Linked DNA regions of Mus musculus: region 1 is linked to region 2. Evidence: chromatin contacts called from public Hi-C data. All regions are on one chromosome and are shown on one strand. Each heading gives the region's core, a stretch centred on a gene start, on an enhancer-like site or on the middle of the called end of the contact. The rest is flanking DNA. Distances are from core to core; before and after follow the strand shown.

Region 1 (3,859 bases), core at 1,147-3,646, 53 kb after region 2:
AGCTCGTTCACCTCTCTACGCATTTTGCTTTTTCACAAACTCATCTCTGTCTCATCCTCGGATGTTTCTCTTCTGGGCCAGTCTCAATCAGTCCTCAGGATCTAATTCAAATGTCACTGTCTCGGTAGAGCCATCTATAAATCTCAGTGGCTCTCCTGTCTGGCCTCCCCTGGCACTGGCTATCCGTTTCTATTACAGCAGCAGCACAGTTGACTGTAACAACTTGTTAATAGATTTATCTTCTCGAGCGGATCATGAACGTTGGTCCAACCCCGAGTCGCTAGTACCTAGGGACAATACTTGGCTCCTGCCATGCCACCAGGAAGTGTTTGCTGAATAAAGGGACCAGTGATGGAGGCTTGCAGCTACATCATAAAGTGAGCCATGTCATCAAAGAAGGAGATTGCTTTTTGTGTGTGTGTGAACTATAAAGTGAAGCCAGCGTGTCAGAAAAGGTAAGACAAGGATGGAGGCTGCTTTTAGAACTGCTTTCAGAACTTTAGGAATTCATCTGTCCTAACTAAAGACTCACCCAGGCAGTCTTGTGTGGCCTGTTAGAGGAGTTCACACGTGAGTACCAGATCCAGCAAATGCTCAATGATCGTGAGGGGAAAAAAGGTTAAAAGAAGCTGCTGGCTCTGAACTATGAGAGAAGACACGTAATTAAAAAAAATCATCTCTTAAATATTCTTCCTATTTGACACCCGAGATCACAATAACACACACGTGGCAGATACACGGAATGGAATGTGCAGGCCATCTCTGGCGTCAGTTTCCATCGGGAGAGAGCGGAGACCGGCGGCTCTTCCGTCAAGGTTTCACTCTGACACAGCTGGTAAGAAATGACTGTGTGCTGGTCACCACGCACCTTCAGGAGAAGCAAAGACAAGAAAAGATCCCTAAGATCCCCAGCTTTCTACAGGGATTAGGGTTTTCTACAAATTGGCGCCTTGACTTTGTAGAATCAAGTGGTTACTCTTTAATCCTCCTGGGTTCTATAAAGCCCTGAACTTCTGTTTGTATTTAACAGGCCTTAGGTAAGACTGGGAGGGTAGCTAAGCGTTCTAATCTACCTAGATGATTCCACTAAGTACAACTTGTCTAAAGACACAAGACATTCAAAAGGCAGTGTTTCCCAAGGAGCTCCAACAACCCCCCCCCCCAACACACACACACACATACACACTGTGTGTTGTTCTGATAAGAGTATTTTCAGAGATTGTGGAGGGGTGATATGAAAACAGGCCATGAGTAGACTGAGCTGGTGCCTCGACTAACACTGGCATTTGGGGTGATTTTGTGTCAGCCTCCAATGGGATTTCTCAGGTTTCACTCTCAATACTGTGGTGCAAAAAAATAAAATTAAATTAAAAAATAAAGCTTCTACTAGACTAAAGGAAAATGCGGACCAGTGAACGAGGTAGTAAATCTATTTCGTGGCACTGCTGGAGGTCACACCCAACTCTAACAAACTATATCACAACGATACATCTCAGCTGGAGCTGATTCTCCAACATCTCTCCTCCCGCAGCCTCACCGTACCCCACTGTGGTTCCCTCTATACTCTGAACCGCGCCGCGCCCTCCCGGCCCCACCCATCCCAATAAGCAGGGTCCCGCTTCTACACCCCACTATCACCCGCGGGGCGCCACCTACCGGGGTCCCGGCCCCGCCCAACCCCACGTGCCGCGCCCCGCCCGGGAGCTAGCGGCCCTTTAAACACCCCCACCCTTGCACACTACCCCCCCCCCCGGACGGCAGCCGAAGAGGGACAAACTCATGGCGTACAGCCAGTCTCTTCCGCGGAGCTTGTCCCCCGTAGCCCTAGCCCGCTGGGCTCTCCGCCCGGGGCTACGGTCCCCTGGCGCCCCCCACACGCCCCCGCAGCCGGATGCGGGAGTGTGGGCGCTGTCCGGCTCCAGGGCGGGGCGGGAGGGAACACGGACTCCGCCGCCGCCGCCTGCCTCCGCCTGCCGCTCGGGCCGCCCGCTCGCCCGCCGCTGGGTGCGCTGCACGCGGGGGGCAGCCGCGGTGCAGCAGAGGTTCATGCAGCGGCGGCGGCGGCGGCGGCTGCTGCTGCTGCCGCCGCGGAAACAGACAAACCGGGCGCTGCCGCCGCCACCCTCCCGCAGCTCCATGCCGCCGCCGCCGCCTCCTCCTCCTCCTCTCCGGCGAAGGGCGGGGGGCTCCGGCCCGGGGTGGGCACCACTCCTCGCAGCGCCGCTCCCCTCCCTGCCCTCCGCCGGGGCACGGGAGCCGGAGAGAGCGCCCGCCGCCTCCTAGGAGCGCACGCTCCGCGCGCCCTTGCTGGAGCGAGGAGGCGGGCGTGGGCGGGCGTCGGGGCAGCCGCGACCCAGCGCGCGGAAAGGGGAGGGGGCTTCCCCGGAGGATGCCCCGCGGCGGCGGCTCCTCGCTCTTAGGCGCTAGCTGAGCTGGACCGGGAGCGAGCGGCGCGTCGCCATGCCGGCGTGACGGGTGCCCGCGGCTGCCCGCGCCGGGCCCCCGCGCTGCCCCACGCCGCGCCGCGCCGGCGCCGGGCGGCAGGATGGGCTGTATCCAAAGCATCACCTGCAAGGCGCGGATCCGGCGCGAGAACATCGTGGTGTACGATGTGTGCGCCACCATCGACCAGTGCCCCACGCGCATCGAGGAGACCTCGCCCATCGTCCTGCGCTACAAGACCCCTTACTTCAAAGCCTCGGCCCGTGTGGTCATGCCCCCCATCCCCCGCCACGAGACCTGGGTGGTGGGCTGGATCCAGGCATGCAACCAGATGGAGTTCTTCAACACCTACAGCGACCTGGGCATGTAAGCGACCGGCCACGCCACGCGGCGCGGGAGCGGGGTCCTGGCCCCTTTCTCCACTCTCCATTCTGAACCCCCTCCCCAACCCCTCTTACCGTTGCCCCCATCTCTTTCCGAACCTTCCTCCTGCCTCCCCACCCACCTCCCTCCTCCCTGCGCTTTTGTTTCAGTGACAGGGCGGGTGACGGGAGGCTCCTCGCGAAGGCATTTTCTCGTGCTTTGCTTCTGACTTCCTCGGAGAGGCGAGGAGAATAGTGAGGGGCAGGAAGAACGCGACTGGGAGGGTACAAGAGGCAAAGATAGGATGATTGGCGATTGTCGTGGGAGTTTGGGGGCGCAGTCTGTATTTGTGGGTCTCCCTGGGAAGTTTGGGGAGAGGAGTGGAGTCCCGGGGGCGCATGGGCTGTGTCGTGCGTCTTTTGGAGAAAATCAAGCTGGCTTGGAAGAGAAGGTCCAGGGTGTAGGAATGGGAGTTAGAGGTTCTGCCTTTGCTTCCCAGGCCAGCGAGCCTAAGGAGCATCTCTGCCTGGAATCTCCAGCTGGGCAGAAAGCCCCTCTAGCTATGCGCCCTGAGGACCAATTCTGGGGCGGTGGGGAGCTGGAAGGCACCGGATGCTCCCGGGCCAAGAGAAACTGGTGGCCTTGTGCTAGCCTGGTGTAACACGAGGTGTTTCTTAGGCTCAAGGAAAGGATGAGACACTTCATCTGTCTGGGGTCTTTACTTTTCAAAACTTTCCTAATTGCGGCGCTGGAAGGGATTCCCAGGCGCCCACCGCCTATCCAGTCGGCTGGCTGGGAGCTCTCCAACTTCCTTCAGCAGCGCCGGTTAGAGCGCGCTGAGGGTTTGGCAGCTGCGGTGCACCTAGATCGCCAGGGCTCTGCGGCCGCCAGGGGCGGACATCCTGCCCTGGAACCACACTAGCTTTGAGAGGTCGTGTTCTGGACTTTTTTATCTACTAGATTTTCATCTGCCCTCCCGTCCCCTTTCGGAACTAGACTCCGTGTACTTGGCCACTACATTTGGCTAGGAGACTTGGGGCCTGTATTCTACTTA
Region 2 (4,093 bases), core at 805-3,304:
TCCAGGGCCTGGGTGAACTGGTTAATGGCAGGAGGGACTTTGAGCCGCTTGTAGAGGATGGCTCTTTGCCGCTGCAGCCTGATGTAGCGGGGCCATTTGACGAAGCGCATTAAATCTCTTTTGGGCTGGATGTCCTGTCCAATGCCGAAGTTCTTGGGCCTCTTCTCGAACAGAGGGTTGACCACCTTCTTGGCCTCCTGCTTCTTGACGACGGCGGGGGCCGGGGCCACCTTCTTCCCCTTGGCCTTCTTCCCATTGGGCATCTTGCTCGGCTGCTGGAGAAAAGAAATTCCATGTTCTATCCTCTACATTCTTTCTGTTTTCCTAAGACTCTTTTCATACATTACGTGCACTGGAAATTATCAGGATAAAGTTTCAACGTCTGGGTCAGGACTATTTTTTAATTAATTAATTAATTTTAATTTTATTTTTTTTACATTCCATATTTTATTCTGCCCCCTCCCATCCACCCTCCAACTGCTCTATATTCCACACCTCATCCCTATCCCCCTGTCTCCACATGGATGACCCCATCCCCCACCCCACCTGGCCTCTAAACTCTGTGGAGCCTCCAGTCTCTTGAGGGTTAGGTGCATCATCTCTGAATAAACACAGACCCAGAAGTCCTCTGCTATATGTATGTTGGGGGCTCTTATCAGCTGGTGTATGGTCCCTGTTTGGCGGTCCAGTATTTGAGAGATCTCAGGGGTCCTGATTAATTGAGACTGCTGGTCCTCCTACAGGGTCGTCCTTCTCCTCAGCTTCTTTCAGTCTTCCCTAATTCAACAACAAGGGTCAGCTGCTTCTGTATATTGGTTGGGTGCAAATATCTGAATCTGACTCTTTCAGCTACTTGTTAGGTCTTTTGGAGGGCAGTCATGATAGATTCCTTTTTGTGAGTGCTCCATAGCCTCAGTAATAGTGTCAGGCCTTGAGCTGTATCCCACTTTGGGCCTCTTGCTGGACCTTCTTTTCCTCAGGCTCCTCTCCATTCCATCCCTGTAATTCTTTCAGACAGGAACAATTATGAGTTAGAGTTGTGACTGTAGGATGGCAACCCAATCTCTGACTTGATGTCCTTTCTTCCTGTGGGAGGTGGGCTCTATAAGTTCCCTCTCCCTATGTCTGGCATAAATGCCTGGCATTTCATCTAAGATCCCTCCCTTTGAGTCCTGAGAGTCTCTCAGCTCCCAGATCTCTGATGCGTTTTGGAGAGACACTCCTCCATTGCTGGTGGGATTGCAAACTGGTACAACCACTCTGGAAATCAATCTGGAGGTTCCCCCAGAAAACTGGAAATAGATCTGCCTGAAGACCCATCCAAACAACTCTTGGGAATATACCCAAAAGATGCCCCACCATGCCACAGGGGCATGTGTTCCACTATGTTCATAGCGGCCTTATTTGTGATAGCCAGAAGCTGGAAACAACCTAGATGTACCACGACAGAAGAAAGGACTCTTGACTAAGTGACAGATTCCCATTCAGACTGTCTCATATAATATGGTGGTGCATTTATGAACTTCTCTTCTGTCGTTGCTGGAGTCCGCACACGCAAACCATGCTGACCAGAGCCTGTCTCTCCACCTCTAGCCTCTCCTGTCCTCAGTGCTGGCTTCACCACTCAGATCTAAGTGGCAGCAAAGACACAGCGAGTCCAAGACCTAACAGCTTAAAAACCCAGAGAAGAACAGGGTGTCCTTTTCAAAGAGTTCTTGTCAGTCTTAGGTGTCTGTCTCTTCATTGGCTAAACTTAGGTCACGTGCCCACCCAGGAACCAACCACTGGGATTCCATTTGTCCAAATCCAGCCCTGGAGCAACAGAAATGGGATTGAGCCACAGGGAATAATAAGAGAGGAAGTCTGAGAGATGAGTGAAATCCCAGAAGAAAATCAGGTGCTACTACCAGCAAGGGTACCAGATGCTCGGGAGAGGCTAGTAGGCAGATGTTATCATCTCCAGCTATCTAAATTGAGAGTGAGTAAAGCCCCATCTGATAGACTGTCAGGAAGCAATTAAGCCTTTTGTCACTGCTGATGCTGCGCATGCATTTAATGATAACAGATGTGCTGCGGCACCAGTGAGCAGCTGCAGAGAGGGAGCCAGCAGGGCTGGAAGGAAAAGCCAAGCCATCCATCTTCCAGCCGGAGTTCCCCCCACCCCTTCCCCCGCGTCGACGGAACTACTCAGGATGCCTAAACTGACTCGGGTACCTTCCGAGTTGCAAAAACTCTGCTCTGGGATTCAGCAGATATATCTGAAACTGCTTTATGACCAACAGTTAAAGTGAGGTAAATTAAGGGAGAGAAACCAAGGATATGGTTTCGTGCATAAAACCCAGCCATATAATTAACAGAGCCCACATCAATCACACATCAGTTAGGCCTCACTGGTTTCATAGGTATTCGATGGTAGAAATAAACCAGTCCTGATAGGCAAAGAGGATTGAAGCCAGTAAAACTGAAATACTTAAATGTGAGGCTCCTGTCGTTAATTAGTCAAGTTCCGACTCTGTTTGTGGTATTTGTGGGATATTTAGTAATTAGGTTTTTTAATGTTCCTGTCCTCATTTAGCTTCAGCGTCTGTCATTCCCAACATTTCTTTGTCTAGGCAATGCCACGAGGTGTATTTTTAATAATAGTAAACCCTTGTGCTGCAGATCACTCTGTCCTTTATAAAATCACTCACTGGAGTTGCCCAGCAACCTCGGAGACAAGCAAGACGAACTATCCTCCCAAGTAACTACTGGAGCATCCGGCTCAGCATCCGCGGTGGAGTCTGGTTGTCTTGCTGTGGTTGTCATTATTGGAATGGTGGATCATCGGAGCTCTGGTGTTAGGGTTCTAAGAGATGGGTGAGGTGACTCAGTCAGAGCAGAAGCAACCTTGGCAGTTTTGGTCCCCAGGGTTCTAAGTCCATTCTATGTAACTACAAAAGCATTTATGAAAACCTGAGCTTCATGAGTCACCCAAGTGCACCAATGGTAATCCTCTGGAAAGGGGAAAAACGACAATAAAAAAACAAACAGAGGCACTCTTTAAAACAAGTAATACAAAGGTTGTTTGATAAAGCCTCAAGGAACTGTATTATTTATATGTACCTAAAATTATACTGTACACACACACACACACCTACACACATACATACATATGTGTGTATATATGTATAAACATGTATATATACGTATATATATATATATATTTGTATACACTTAAGATATGTGTGTATGTGTATGCATATATAATATCTTAAACCTTAAAGGGCATTATAGCACTTGGGCTGACTATGTTCCATACAAGAGCAATAGACTATCAAAATCCCAGCACTAAGCACAAGAAAGCTCCTTTTGATTGGATGATCATTATAGCCCAAGTGACTCTGGTGGCAATATGGACAATTGGTGTAACCCTTGGTTGCCACCCAGAGGTTGAAGACAAGTCTTTATTGCTGAAGACAACACACACTTAAGACACATGACTAACCTGAAACCGTCCTCCCTGTGGTCTTGCTCCCATGGTATCTGATAATACTACACAAGCTTCAAAGAGAAGGAGTAGTTAATAGTCCTACTCAGCTGTGATACCTATGAACTACAACAATGACTGGCAGGGCAGATGTCTATAAAGATGCAGTAAGTGGCACCCTCGTCTTGGTAGTAAGCAACTGCCTGTCTAAGTGAACTTAAGGTCCACTCAACAGGAAGGAAATCACACATGGTACTAGAAACGTCAGTCAGCTGAAGGAGGGAACACAGCCTGAAAACTCACAGTTCGACCAGGAGGTTCAGTTTTGCAGGTAAATGATGTGGGGGAGGAGGGCCAGGAACAGTAGGTCCAAAGACTTATTTAGAGGACCTGGAGGGGGCTTCTTCTTCTTTCCCCATCTCCTATCCCTCCAGAGTTGCTATGAACTCACTTGATTGAGTCACTCAATATTATCGAGAGCCTTTTGTTACATACTATAGAGCAGATCATGTGCTATCTAATTTTGACCATGTTGTCAAGGAGAAGAAAGAGCAGAGGAGTCAGATATCATATGGACTCACATGTAGGCCCATGTGCATGGTGAATAATCAGAGGACAAGGAACTAG

Evidence for each region. A called contact is a pair of places that touch in the nucleus more often than the background predicts.
Region 1: a contact with region 2 is called in a Hi-C map of the N1E-115 cell line, with 5 times the contacts expected there. The contact joins the promoter of Fam78b here to the enhancer-like site in region 2. A contact is called at or near these places in 3 of 39 promoter capture datasets (hippocampal neurons and liver), 2 of 484 Hi-C or Micro-C datasets (the N1E-115 cell line and group 2 innate lymphoid cells) and 1 of 9 other capture datasets (adipose tissue).

The regions. Positions count from the first base shown.
Region 1 is chr1:166,999,021-167,002,879 of GRCm38.p6, forward strand. It overlaps Fam78b (family with sequence similarity 78, member B), which reads left to right and starts at 2,397. Exons shown (of 3, transcript NM_175461.4): 1 at 2,397-2,808. The coding sequence starts at 2,546. It overlaps Gm16701 (predicted gene, 16701), which reads right to left and starts at 710. Exons shown (of 3, transcript NR_037988.1): 1 at 533-710.
Region 2 is chr1:166,946,132-166,950,224 of GRCm38.p6, forward strand. It overlaps the pseudogene Gm6286. Among named protein-coding and RNA genes, the nearest start is that of Gm16701, 52 kb to the right of the region's middle. Within about 2 kb of position 2,055, at least 20 of the 459 cell types and tissues checked have an H3K27ac peak or open chromatin away from gene starts, as enhancers often do. A contact at or near this core is called in the N1E-115 cell line, where this site is marked.